2 separate regions of the Mus musculus genome follow, and region 2 is linked to region 1. The links are chromatin contacts, called in public promoter capture Hi-C maps. All regions are on one chromosome and are shown on one strand. The core of a region is the stretch at or near the end of the contact, and the rest is flanking DNA. Distances in the headings are between cores, read along the strand shown.

Region 1 (6,718 bases), core at 2,865-5,364:
ACCATGATGGTCTCCAACTTGTGACCTTTCTTCCTCAGCCTCCAGAGTTCTGGGATTGCTGTTCTGTGCCACCATAAAACACTAAAATATTATGTTTTGGAAATATGGACCAGCTCCAGGGGCTATAGGGAAAACTGAAATAATCTGACCTGGGTCTAAAACAAAGTGATAGGGTGTGTGGCTATACATCTGCAACCCCAGCCTCGAGGAGGTAGACGTGGGACACAAGGAGTTCAAGAGCAGCTTGGGTCATGTAGACATTTCAGGGTTAGCCTGAGGTACATAAAACCCTAACTCAAAGGAAACAACACACAAATGGTATGTCCGCTTATCTCGGATAAACGTGAAAGTAAATCAGTTAGGCATGGCACACAGGTCTGCACCCTTAGACCTTAGGTAGCTGAGATGGATGGTCAGGAGTTCAAAGCCAGCCTGGCAGACACATGGCAAGACCTTGTCTTAGACCAAACAAAAAGTACACCAAGGATCCAAGAGAGATTAGACCGCAGGCATGCCTGGTGACTTACAGTGACTATGAGGAGTGGGGCTCGTGGGCCTTTGTGTCTTTGCAGTGACTGGGGTGCGGGTGGGGGTCTGAAGAGCACTGTTTTCATGGCCCTCTTTCTCTTCTGCAGACAGGCATGGCCCTGCTCTTCCTGCTGGGGTGTGTCTTCTTCCCACTGTGCTTTGTGGTATTACGCTGGGGGCTGCAGAATCGAACCAGCTTACGGATGGAGAGGCAAGAGGCTGTCTTGGTGGCATCCAAGTAAGATGGGAAGGTGGGGCCAGAGCTGGTGGTGAGTCTAAAGAGCAGCTGGAGTGGACTCAGGATGCAGGACAGTGTGGGTGGGGCCCTGGTAGCTGAGTCTTTTGCAAAGGTGAAGTCACTGAAGTTCAGGTCCCTCATTTGGAAATGGGGACATGTGAGAATCATGTGTCTAAGGGCTGTGGACACCCTTAGGAGGTGCATGGCGATCCCTGGGGAAGCAGAAGGGGTTTGGCTCCAGCCAGGCATCACAGAGAGAGCATGTGAATCCAAGCCAGGGCCTGTAAGCCAGGCAGGCGCTCTCCCACCCAGCTGCATCTCAGGCTTTCCCCAGAGATAGAGCTTTACTTTATGATCCAACCTGGCCTTGGGCAGGGATGTTTGTGCTGACAATTGAACCTTTATTTACTTTTTTAGATTTTTTTTTTTTTTTTGGTTTTTTGAGACAGGGTTTCTCTGTGCAGTCCTAGCTGTCCTGGAACTCACTCTGTACACCAGGCTGGCCTTGAACTCAGAAATCCACCTGCCTCTGCCTCCCAAGTGCTGGGATTAAAGGCGTGTGCCACCACTGCCCGGCTTAGAATTCTTAACATTTATTCGGAGGGGGTGCACATGGCGCGGCTCACATGTGGAGGTCAGAGGACACTTGTGGATGGTTCTCTTCCACGTGTTCAAGGGATTGAACTCAGATTGGCAACAGGCGCCTTTAACGTGCTGAGTCCTCCCACTGGCCTGAAAGTGGTTTTTTGGTTGTTGTTGTTGTTATTTGGTTTAGTTTTTGGTTTTTGGTTTTTTGAGACAGGGTTTTTCTGTAACCCTGGCTGTCCTGGAACTCACTTTGTAGACCAGGCTGGCCTTGAACTCAGAAATCCGCCTGCCTCTGCCTCCCAAGTGCTGGGATTAAAGGTGTGCTCCACCACGCCCGGCTAAGTGGTTGCTTTTTAACCGACAACTCAGACGAGAATTTAAGGAGATACTATCTTCTGCTGGCAACATCATACTGGGGAAAAAATGTATTTGTGGGAGAGGTTGGGCCCTCGGGCTGTTACTATAAAGGTGAACAATGCCGGGGTGGAGCTGGGACTGGGGTGTGCAGAAAGCAGTGCTTCAGGGTTGTTTTTGTTTTTGTTTTTCTTTCTTTTCAATGCTGGGTATGGAGCCCCGAGCCCCTGATGTGCTAGGTAGCTCCTGAGCCCTCAAAGGCAGAATTTACCGAGGAGACTCTGTAAATCCCCAGAAAAGAAAAACGAAAATCAAAAGCACAAACCCGAAACCTGTCTTGTTCTGCTGCAGCCTGTGCTATCCACAGTCAGCTCTGGATCCCCTGACCACGTCTGTGTTCACAGACACGTTCTGATCCATGTCACCGCCCCAGCTTAGAGCCTTGGTGCTTTTGTTCCTTGCTGTTTTGTTTTTGTGTGTGTTATTTTTTGTTTTGTTTTTTAGGTAGGGTCTCTCTCTGTAGCCCAGGTTACATCTTCTAACTTTTGAAAGGTTTTGTATTTTGTTTTATCCCGTTACTCTTAGTGAGCCTCCTGCCTCAGCCTTCTGAGTGCTGGAATTTCAGGCCTGTCCCTTCATCTAGTAGCTCAAGCTAGGCTAAGTGCATCTATTTTTTGACAGGGTCTCCTATGTATTCCTGACTAGCCTGGGATTTTTGCCGGGATTTTGCTGTATAGACCTGGTTGTCCTGGAAGCCCCAGGGCTCTGCCTCCTCTGTCTCCTGTGCACCCCAGGGCTCTGCCTCCTCTGCCTCCTGTCACCACTGTCTTTGGATTTTCCTGAAGTGAAGCAAACATAAGCTTGAAATCCTACTTTACTAATAATGAACATAGCTATGTTATCTTGACACTTTAATAAACCCTCTAAGCCTTGGTTTCTCCTTCCTCAACCCCTAGAAGACTTAAGAAGCATTGACATAAACCATGCTCAGTCTGTAGTAAGACCTGGGAAAGTGGACCTCTTCCCCTGTGGTTTCCAGGTCTACGAAGGTCTCTAATAGTAGCCCCAACTCCTGCGGGTGTCAAGACTTCCCTCAGCCACTCCCACAGACTGCCACTAGAGGGCAGCACAAAATAGCGAATTGGCCCCTTCCTCTAGGGCGCAGAGGGAGTAGGCTGTGGGCTGGAAAGGTCAGTTGTCAGTAGATAAGTAGGCTCATCTCAGGGTCAGTGAGAAACTCAAGCTACAGTGAGGTGTCAGTCCCCATGATATACAAGTCTGAAGGACAGATGGGTTTGGGAAAGGCCAGGCTCTAAGAGGCCATGTGAGAGTGAGCATTAGTAGTTGTGTGCTAGGCCTAAATTACCCTGGCCAAAGCACGGGGCTGCTCTTCCCCTTGGATTAAAGGAGGAAGTTGAGTCAGCCAGCCACCAGGCTCTTCTGTGTAAGCAGGACTGTTCTGAGGAGTGGCCGAGGACAGGGAACCAAGGCAACAAGGAAAAGGGGACTCCAGGAGGCCATTGGCCTGAGGGAGGGGCCCCGGCTTCCATAACTCCACTGGGTTTTCCAGGCAGCAAGCACCCTCTGCTCTTCAAGCCCACCTTCTAACCCTCTCTCCCAGGCGAGCACTTCCTCTGTCGCCCAAGCTGGCTACCAGGAGTGATCCTCCTGCTCCTGGAGTGCCACCAGGTCTACATGACTGCTTCCTGTCTCCCAGTGCCCTGGTGCTAGCCATCAAAGCCATGCTGGAGGGCTCTGACAGCCAGCCATCTCTTCCCACTTAGCTCTGTTCCTGTCACATCTTAACTTTCTGATCTTGGGGAACCTTGGCTCCCACCTCAGGGCTATCCCCTGACCTCTGAAGAGCATAGGAGCATAGATTTCCCCCTGGGCTGTCACAATAGTGAGCCACACTCCTGAGGGAGTGACTCGTTGTGGTGCGAGTCGGAGTGCAAGCGAGGTGACTGATGTAGTTTCCACTCCCTCTGACTGGAGAGGCGGACGGGCGGGGTGGAGGGGGCTGTGGGTCTGAAGGACACCGTGAAATGGCTTGTTCCTATCTGTGCCTTCAGGGAACACACCATCTACTCAGGCTGCTTTCTTCAGGAAATCTTCTTGGCTGGAGTGAGCACCCCTAAGCTGAGATCCCTGCAGGCCACTGAGGGACACCCATTTATGTTTATAAGCACCAGCAGAAGGAAATGCCAGACATTTTTAAAGTGCTGACAGGAAAGGCGGCTCAGTACTCCTGCTAGGTGGAGGTGTCCGGGGGGGGGGGGGGGTTTAAGAGAAGAGCCATCCTTTCCCTAAGCCCTTGTCCCCAGCAGCCCCCTGCACTGCAGCTCCTGTCTCTTTAAGGGCCTCCCCCTCCCTCTTTCCTTGTCCCCCCCCATCTCTGTCGCAGCCGCTGCTGTGGCTCAGAGCTGCATGGGAGACAACGCTGCTGCAGGTCCGGTTTCTTGGTGTCTGGTCGGTGCCATCATTTCCCTCCCCCTCTCCCACCCTCCCCAAGCTGGTGGCTTCCCCTCCCCCTCCCCCTCCTCACAGAGGGGGCAGGGGGCTGGGCACCAACTCTATAATGCCATGTGCGGTGTCTGCACAGGGCAGCGGGGCTCTAGCGGCAGCAGCAGGAGGAGGTGGTAGCCTGTGGTGGCGGGAGAGCGGTGTTGACTGGTGACCGCTTGCCCAGCTGCGCCTCCGCTCCGCTCCGCTCCGTCCTTTCCTCCCTCCCTTTTTTCAGGGCTGGCACCACCGTCCCCCACCCCGCCTCCTTGGGCCCTCCCAGCCTCTCCACGTAAGCCCCCCCCCCACCTGCCGCGGTTCTCCCTCCCCTCCCCCACTGCATCTTCCTCCTCCTGTCCCCTCTCCCTCTTGGTCCTCTCATCAAGTCCTCCCTTGGTAGTCTCTCCCCATCCTCTCACCAGCGCTCTGTCGTCCCCCCCCCCCCCCCGCCACCTAGCTAGCCCTTTCTTTCTGTGTCCCCAATCTCATTGAAGTCCCTTTCTCCCTTGCCCTGAACTGGTCCTCTTGTCCCATCCTGTCCCCGCCCTGGCCCCTTTGTGCCTCCCCCTCCCTCTTTCTCTCTCCCTTTCTGGCTTGGCAATCCCTTCTTCACCTCCAACTCCCTCCCTCAATTTGGCCTTCCTGTCCCTTCTGGACCCTCTGGTCTCCCTGCCCGGGTTCAAGTCACCATGCTTACCCCAATGGTGGCTGGGGGGGTGGTGTTCCCCGGACTCTTCCTCCTATCCAAGAACACGCTCCAGAGGCTGCCCCAGCTGCGCTGGGAGGAGGCCGACGCAGTCATTGTCTCCGCCAGGTAAATGGCATGCCTTCCCCGAGAGTTCAGCCCCTCTCTCTCCAACAGGCTTCATGGGGAAGGGACCCCAGCACGCCCCTGGGCTCAGTAGTGGTGGGTAGGTTACATCCAAGCTTCCTTCCCTCCTTGGACCTCATTGAAACCCAGCCATCTGGACTACTATTGAGCTTGAGCTTGCTTCCCTTAGCACCTTCCTATCCTCCCTCTAAAGCAGGGCAGCATGTGACTAAACAGTCCCACAAGACACCCAGGAGCAAGCCAAGGGGCAAGACTGTGTTTTTCAGGGCTAGTGTTTGGGGGTCAAGGTGTAGAAAAGTAGACAGTGAAACTTGTATATCTCTAGAATAGGGCCGCCAGGAAGAGGGCCATGGTAAGAATCAGGAAAATAGTGGGAAAGTGTGTGTGTGGGGGGGGGGGGGGCTGGGGTCACTGGGGCCAGTGACTCTAAGTATGAGCCTCATGGTGTCTGGGTGCAGGGACAACTGGGACTCCCTTAGCCCTCATGGGTCCCTTCCCTCCCTCCCCAGGGAGAGAGAGCTCACTGTTAGGCACTGGCTCACCTCAGGACGCCTCCCTGGTGTCCTGGGAAGAAGATGATTCCACTGGCACAAACTAGGAATGAAGAAGGCTGGGAGAGGCGGGAACTGAGGATGGAAGCTAAGCGCAGCTTGGCTGAAAGTGATGGTGGGAAAGCCTGGCTTAGGTGGAGGCTGATGTGGAATCCTGAGGGGTAGGGTTTCCACAACACAGAGACGGGAGACGCACACCTGATTGTCACTCCTTCCTCTGTCTTCCTAGGTTGGTGTCCTCTGTCCAAGCCATCATGGCCTCCACAGCTGGCTACATAGTCTCCACTTCCTGCAAGCACATCATAGATGACCAGTGAGTGCCTCAGGACCACCCCGCCCAGGTCCCAGCGGTCTGTATGTGGGACCTGGGATCCCCCAGATCTGTAGTGGTCCCTAAACTCGGGATCAAGAAAGTTCATGTGATTGCTGCAACTCAATACCAAGGATAAATTTATCCTGTCCTGTCTTAAAGGTCAGGAGCAAGGAAGCAGGGGTAGGAGATCAAAGGAAATCCTCAGAGCAGTTCCTGGTCAGCTTCCTGGCTCTTGTCTTAGGTTCTGAACGCCAGCCATGTCTTCTCCAACTCTTGCATCGCTCCTACTCTGTTCCTATCCAGCCCCTTACTGTCTCCTCACCATGTCGGCTCACCCCTCCACTCCTTCTGGAATCCATGACGAGCCTCAGCACGGGTCCAGGGCAGAAGAGAAAGGGATGACACAGCAAGGCCACAGAGGGTCAGGCCGTGGGGGTTGGGGGTGAAGAGGCCAAAAATTGGCACTAGCAGCTACTGCAGTATTTGGTGCTGCCAAAAAGGCCCAGGCCTGAGCAGTGGCTCCGAGGAGGGTGAAGGGGACACGGGCCCTGTCCGTGGTGCTGATCTGCACTTTTTTTTTTCCCCTGCTCACCGTGGGCAAATTTGCTGTGAGCCCAGGATGCCCTTCCTCAACTCATGACTTCTGGCTCTAATGCCCTTCTGTAGTGTCCTTTGGGCCTCAGGGGACATCATCTGGGTGACCCTGGTCTCCATCCACCTTCTGGTGTATGTTTGTCTCTTCTTTTCCTATGGGAGAATTCTCTCCTCCTAGGACTTATAGTGAGATCACACTCCTCCCCAGAACAGCTCTG
Region 2 (6,757 bases), core at 319-2,818, 220 kb after region 1:
CTGAATCCTATCTGACTAATGGAATTCAAAATTCGGCACGAAAGTATGTGCACCATGTCCAAGCCTGGTGAACGGGACCGTTACTGGAATTACAGAGCACTAAACCCAGCTCCTCTCTCAGTCCTAACTATCATTTCTCTCTCTTCCCTTCTCTTATTTTGGTTTTTCCAGACAGGGTTTCTCTGTGTAGCCCTGGCTGTCCTGGAACCCACTCTGTAGACCAGGCTGGCCTTGAACTGAGATCCACCTGCCTCTGCCTCTTGAGTTCTGGGATTAAAGGTGTGCGCCACCACTCAGCTTCCAATTACCATTTCTTAATAAAGATTTCTCAAAATACCCAAAGGTTTGTTTCAGATTCTACACTACAAGTTTATGCTTTTCTACCAATGTATTTCCTCATACTACATTTGTTTATGGGACTATTTGAAAATGATTGTAATTTCTTGGAAAGGGCTAACAGTCTTTCAGCACTTTAACGTTTACTACATACCAAGCACCCTGGGTCTCAGAGTCTGTATTCGGACATAACTGTCAAGGGCAGAGGCATTACAGTGTAACTACCTGAGTGTGAATTTAGATTCCCAATATTTACTAGTTGTGCTATCTTGAAGAAGCTATCTACCCCATTTATGCCTGCTTCCTCTTGTCAAAACACAAGTACAGGGGGCTGGTGAGCCTTAGAAATTGAGTGCCTATTAGTTTTCTAGAGGTTCTGAGTTTGGTTCCCAGGGTCCACATCTGGTGGCTCACAGCTGCCAGTAACTCCAGCTTTAGAGGGTCCAACACTTCTGGCTTCTGCGGAGATCCACACATAGGTGGCACACATTGATAAAATTAAAGCTTTTTGTTAAAGACAGGGCATTAACAGTCATGACCTCAGAGCTCTGTACAACATTAAACGGTTCATCACAAAATGCTTGCAGCACTGCCTGGCTGAGGCGTTCTCCTAAAGGTCTGCCTCCCCCAAAGCCAAACAAACAGGCCAGATTTCGGCCTATAGAAAGAGGAAAGACACGCATACGCAAATCGTCTTAGGAAAGATTTGGAATCTCCTGGCAGCCAGCCTTTTCACCAGGAAAACAGCATCCGGTTCCAAGGCTGGAGGGAAAGGATTTTCCTTTGCCGTGTGATCTCACACAGCCTTCAGTCGGAGTGGGATCTCTGAACAGACAGACAGACAGACAGACAGATAAAGAGGCTCTTCGCTGCTCAGTCTTTACAGACGGGTGGCTGCCCGGCTTTACAGATGACACAAATTGAAGCGCACACATTAGCGCTCAGGCTCTAGACAGGAGCTGGAGCCTCGGCAGGGTCTCAACCCCCTCTACACCGCCGAAGGCAGCGAATAGAGGACAGGGTGCGGTGGCGCCCACCTCCACGCCCGCCAGCCAGCGTCCCCTCGCCCTTCCGCCCCGCGCCGGCTGGATTTTCCGGGACCACTGCTACTCTGTAAGTCTCACGCAGTGGTGCTCCCTCCTCCCGGCCCGCGTACCTGAGGTGGCCGACGCCATCTCCCGTCGCTGCGGACACGTCTTAGCCCTTAAGCTCATAGCCTTCCCTTCTTCGGCCCGCTTCTCTCTTTTGAATTACCGGGGCCCCGCCTCCCTCTCAGATTCGACCAATCGCAGCTACGTGCCGCCGGAAGTTTCGGTTCTAATTTACCGTAATTCCGCCGTCTCGGGCTCACTTCCGGTCTCGAAAGCAAAATATTCCCAGGGATAGGGCCCTGGAGTCTGTCACTAAATGGTCAGTAACTGAGGTCCCTGCACTTTCAGGCTTTTGAATTGCCAGGTTGGAATTGGCTAAATGCAGACTTTCGCCCGACTTTTCCTTCTCAGCTTTTCTTCTGAAAGCACTTGATTGATTCTATATTCAAAGTTCCCAGCTCTGAATACAATTTTTGCCTTTTGGAGCGGACAGAATCTCTTTGTAGCCCTGGCTGTCCTGGTGTGAGAAGGCAAAAAGTTCCTCTTTGAACTTGACTCCCCCACCACCACCCCTTTTTTTTTTCTTACTGTGGGAAAGTTCCCAGCCCTGTTTTAGAATCTTGGGACAAAATGCCCCCAGCTAATTGCATGCGTTTGGCTTCTGTTAAACTGCTTGCTTTCCTTTGCCCTGCAACTGCCAAACAGGATGTAGTTTTTGTGTGCTCTTTACCTTTAAAAGCTTCTGTAAAATGCAGTTGAGACTGCTTTGTGAGGAGTTTCTTTCCAGGAATTTTCTAGCGACTTAATACAGATTGTCAAACCAGACTTTGGTGGTCTTTGGGTCTCTAACTAGCAACATTGTAACTCACTATGTAGACCAGGCTGGGTTTAAACTAACAAAGACCTGCGCTCTTCTGCCCTGGAAGCTGCAACACTTTGCCATCTAACCATGAAGGACCACAGTGAGACAGATTATCTTTAGGTAGCCCTGGCTGTCCCAGAATGGTGTAGACTAAACTGGACTCAAACTCACAGAGACCTGTCTGTCTTTGCCTTCCTGGTGCTGGGACTAAAGACAGGAATCAAAGTTGTGTGTCACTACACCCAGCTAAATTCAAAGATATTGACTAGCACAATTTACAGGTCTAGAATGAGACGGCATTTCACACAATCAAGAACTGATTGGTCACAGTCTAGTGACTTAAGGTTAACTTCATTACCATGGAAATGGAAACTGGACTGTTTGACATTTTGGTTATTACTTCTAAATTCTTTTTTTTTTTTTTTCCTTTCTTTTTCTTCTTCGAGACAGGATTTCCTCTGTATAGCCCTGGCTGTCCTGAAACTCACTCTGTAGACCAGGCTGACCTTGAACTCAGAAATCTGCCTGCTTCTGCTTCCAAAATGCTGGGATTAAAGGTGTGCACCACCACTGCCCGTCTTACTTCTGAATTCTTAAAAGCAAACTTTCAGTTTGATATGTAAAAACTTTGCACCACTCTGAATGTTTTGTTGTTGCTGTTATTTATTTATTTAGAGATGGGGGTCTCTCTAAGTGGCCCTGGTTGTCCTCGAACTTACTATGTAGACTAGGCTAACCTTGAAATTTATTGAAGGCAAAGCACACAAAAATGTGTGTAGACTCATCAGATGGGGAGGGGGGCCCAGATTTGGTGTCCTCAAGAACTGACCTTTTGTCTGGCATTCTAGACTCAAACATACGCTCCAAATATTTTCTCATTTCCCAGTCAATCTGTATCAACTACAGCTTAGCTTCAGCTTTCTGAAATTCCCAGGCACTCTGTCTCAATTAATGATGTCCTGGTAGCTAAGCATTAAGCATTGGCAGTAAGCGCTCCATTCAATGTCCTTACCTGTTCTGTGCATCACTCCTCATTTCCATTGCTTCCTAAAGCTTCCTCTCTCCTCTGACTGCTGCCAGACAGCAAGTGCTGGCATCCCAAGGCCCACTCAGCCTTCTTTTTACTTTACATATACAGAGTTCCCCATCACTGGAACGCCATTATTTAGACACTAATAATTTGTTTATCTATCCTAGCTTTAGTCCTAAATCCAACCGTTTGTAACGACGCGCATGAACTTGGAGATTATGCTCAATGAAAAAAGCCAGGCTAAGGAAGGACAAAAAGCGTGTCACTTCATTTACATATGGAACAAGAATGTGGGGCTCCTGGGAGTGGAGAGCAGAAGGAAGGTTCTCAGAGGCTAAACAGGGGGGTGGCTGAGAAGGGAACAGACTGACAGGAGGGAAACGAGAGCCATGGGACATGGAACAGTTTGGGTAATTATAGTACCGCACACCCCCATAACTGCTAAAGGAGTAGTTGTGTGTGTGTTTGAGATACACCTTGTGTGTTGATGGATGGGATGGCACTTTCTGTGTAGACCAGGCCGACATCAAAACTGAGGTGACCCACCCCTCCGAGTGCTTGGGTTATAGTTATGGACCACCAGGCTCAGCCTTTTGTTGCTGTTGTTTTGTCTTCAAGACAGAGTTTCTTGGGGCTGGAGAGATGGTTCGGTGGTTAAGAGCACTTGACTGCTCTTCCAGAGGTCCTGAGTTCAATTCCCAGCAACCACATGGTGGCTCACAACCATCTGTAATGAGATGCAGTGCTCTCTTCTGGTGTGTGCCTGACGACAGCGACAGTGTACTCATATACATAAAATAAATAAATAAATCTTAAAAAAAAAAAAAAGACAGAGTTTCTCTGTGTAAACTTGGCTGTCCTGGAACTCTATAGACCAGGCTGGCCTCAAAGAGATCTTCCTGCTCTGCTGGGATTTAAGACAAACGCCATCACCCAGCATTTTTTTTCCAGGGGGGAGGGGCAGGTTCATGTAATGAGAATTCTGAAATTTTGGTTCCTTACAAAACACAAAAATATTATAAGAATGTGTTTTCATTTTAATCCCAGGTGTAGAATATGGGCTTCCTCTTTCCCCTCTAACCTTGTTTCTCTCCTATCTAGTGTTAGGAAACAGTGTGTGTGTGTGTGTGTGTGTGTGTGTGTGTAAAGAAAAACCCACAAAATAGCAAATTCCAGCTACATGCTTTCACTCAATATTCTAGGCTAGATTGGATCTTACTGTGTGTCAGACTGGCCTCACATTCTAAGCAATTCCCTGGCCTTTAGCCTTCTAATGCTATTATCAAAGGTATGAGCCATTGTCCATCGAGAAAGCATAAATCTTAACTGTTTTCACTGCACAAAACAGTGCATAAGCATAGATCTGCTATTTAATCATTCCACACTGAAGCATATATCAAAGCATTGTGGAGGATGCTACTGGCTAGGTGGCTCACTCAGGCTCAAGTTTAGCCAGTGTTCTAATACAGCATGGGAACACTTGCTAAGGGATGGTGCTGCTCACAGTGGGCCAGGAACTTCCTTCACCAATTAACAATCCAGGGACTTCCCTATCTGCGGACATACAATGGGTTTATTTAATGTAGGTATTTTCTCAATGGAGGTTTTCCTATCAGATGACTCTAGGCTATGTCAAATTGGCAAAGCTAAACAGGACACCTATATTTCCCTTACTTTTAGTATTTAAATCCTTGACAAGAGATTTGGCTTTATTTCAGAATTAGCACTTTAAGAAATATTGACAAGGGGTTGAAGAAATGACTCAGTGGTTAGGAGCACTGACTGCTCTTCCAGAGGTCCTGAGTTCAATTCCCAGCAACCACATGGTGGCTCAAAACCATCTATAATGGGATCCGGTGCCCTCTCTGGCATGCAGGTGTACATGCAGATAGAACTTTAAATCAATCAATCAATCAATCTTTTAAAAAAGTTCTGACAATGGGATGTGAAAACAATCTGCCCGTGTCATCACTCTATTGATCAGCCAGTGTCCCTCTCCTCTGTCACTGAATGCTTGATTGAAGAGAATGACCTTTCGTGAACAGATGAGAGCCATTCTCCAGCCAAGGGTTTAGAAAATAACTGTGCTCTCCTGCTGGAATTCCAAACAATCTCTCAAGAAATATTGATAGTAACAGGACACCATCAAAATATATCCATGGCAGCTTCGTAATTTGTATGTCTCATGAAAATTCAGTGAATACAGTTCTCAAGCTAACATGATGAACCACCTCCAACCTCTATTACCAATATTAAATAATTCTTCAAATTTATAATGTAGCAGCAAAATACATGAAAACACCCCCTGTACCATGTAGGAAGGATGCTGAAGAAGGCATCATGGGAAAACGCAGCTGTGCCTTTACATAAGTGTGTTTTCTCGAGGGAGTCTGACTCTCCAGTCTACAGCACCACACAGTTTCTACGTCAAAAGAATAAGAGTGTTCCACTGCACATAGCTGTGCACTTGAACAGTGACGATGGAGATGAGAATAGTGTTTCCTTTAGTGCTGGCAATAAGCCCTTACTACAGTGTAAGTTCCAAAATAAGAGGCTTGGTGAGCATTGGTGCACTGAACTGAAACACTAAGCTTAATATTTATAAGTCAATAATTCCATCTGGTCTTGCTGTTTTTACTATACAGTTGCCTAAACCCTTAAATTGTTCAGCAGAACTTTTCCAGTGTCAACACCTAACAGAATTCAAGCAGAACCCAGTGAATTGTCCACATCTAAGCTTATTGCCCAGCAGCCCCACCAGAGCTGAGCCACTGTCTTAGTCATTGTTCTGTTGCTGTGAAGAGACCCCATGACCAAGGCAACCATAATGAGAGAAAATATTTCATTGGGGGCTGGCTTACAGTTTCAGAGGTTTAGTCCATTAAACCATGGCAGGAAGCATGACAACATGCAAGCAGACTCTAGGAACTACATTCTGATCTATAGACAGAGGGAAGAGGGATGAAATAGGCTTTTGAAACTTCAAAACCCACCCTCAGTGACACACATCTTCTACACTTGATCTTAGCCAAAAGGCCGAGAAGCGATGACACACATCTTCTAACAAAAGGCCATACAAATTAATCCTTCTAATCCTTTCAAATAGTGCCACACCCTCATGACTAAGTATTCACATATATGAGCCTGTGGTTCCTATTCTCATTCAAACCACCACAGCCAGGTGCATTAAAAACAAAACAAGACTGCTGAACTGTCTCTTTAACTCTATATAGAAATAGTTGTACTTGTCCTTAAAAACAAAATTTCAAGCTTGTGTTAGAAAATATCAACATTTGCCAAATTGCCACTCCAACAAATGAAAGATACTCTGTTCGCAGAGAAATCTGCATGCAATGGTCCGCCATGCCTTTGTAGCACACCTTGGGGCCAATCAGCTCCAACAGTGTGGTGCCTGCACTTCTGCCACCGCAGGGTCAC

The links. Promoter capture Hi-C pulls out the DNA fragments that hold promoters and counts their contacts.
Region 2: a contact with region 1 is called in a promoter capture Hi-C map of hematopoietic stem and progenitor cells. The contact joins the promoter of Kif22 here to the promoter of Tlcd3b in region 1. A contact is called at or near these places in 21 of 39 promoter capture datasets (the 3T3-L1 cell line, the C10 cell line, the HPC-7 cell line and 14 more), 11 of 484 Hi-C or Micro-C datasets (CD4 T cells, the G1E-ER4 cell line, bone marrow-derived macrophages and 7 more), 26 of 115 datasets of contacts at active chromatin or transcription factors (the 230-238 cell line, the HPC-7 cell line, the NIH/3T3 cell line and 18 more) and 5 of 9 other capture datasets (adipose tissue, embryonic stem cells, liver and 2 more).

The regions. Positions count from the first base shown.
Region 1 is chr7:126,819,189-126,825,906 of GRCm38.p6, forward strand. It overlaps Tlcd3b (TLC domain containing 3B), which reads left to right and starts at 4,115. Exons shown (of 5, transcript NM_029978.1): 1 at 4,115-5,024; 2 at 5,823-5,906. The coding sequence starts at 4,900.
Region 2 is chr7:127,040,852-127,047,608 of GRCm38.p6, forward strand. It overlaps Kif22 (kinesin family member 22), which reads right to left and starts at 1,569. Exons shown (of 14, transcript NM_145588.1): 1 at 1,493-1,569. The coding sequence starts at 1,550.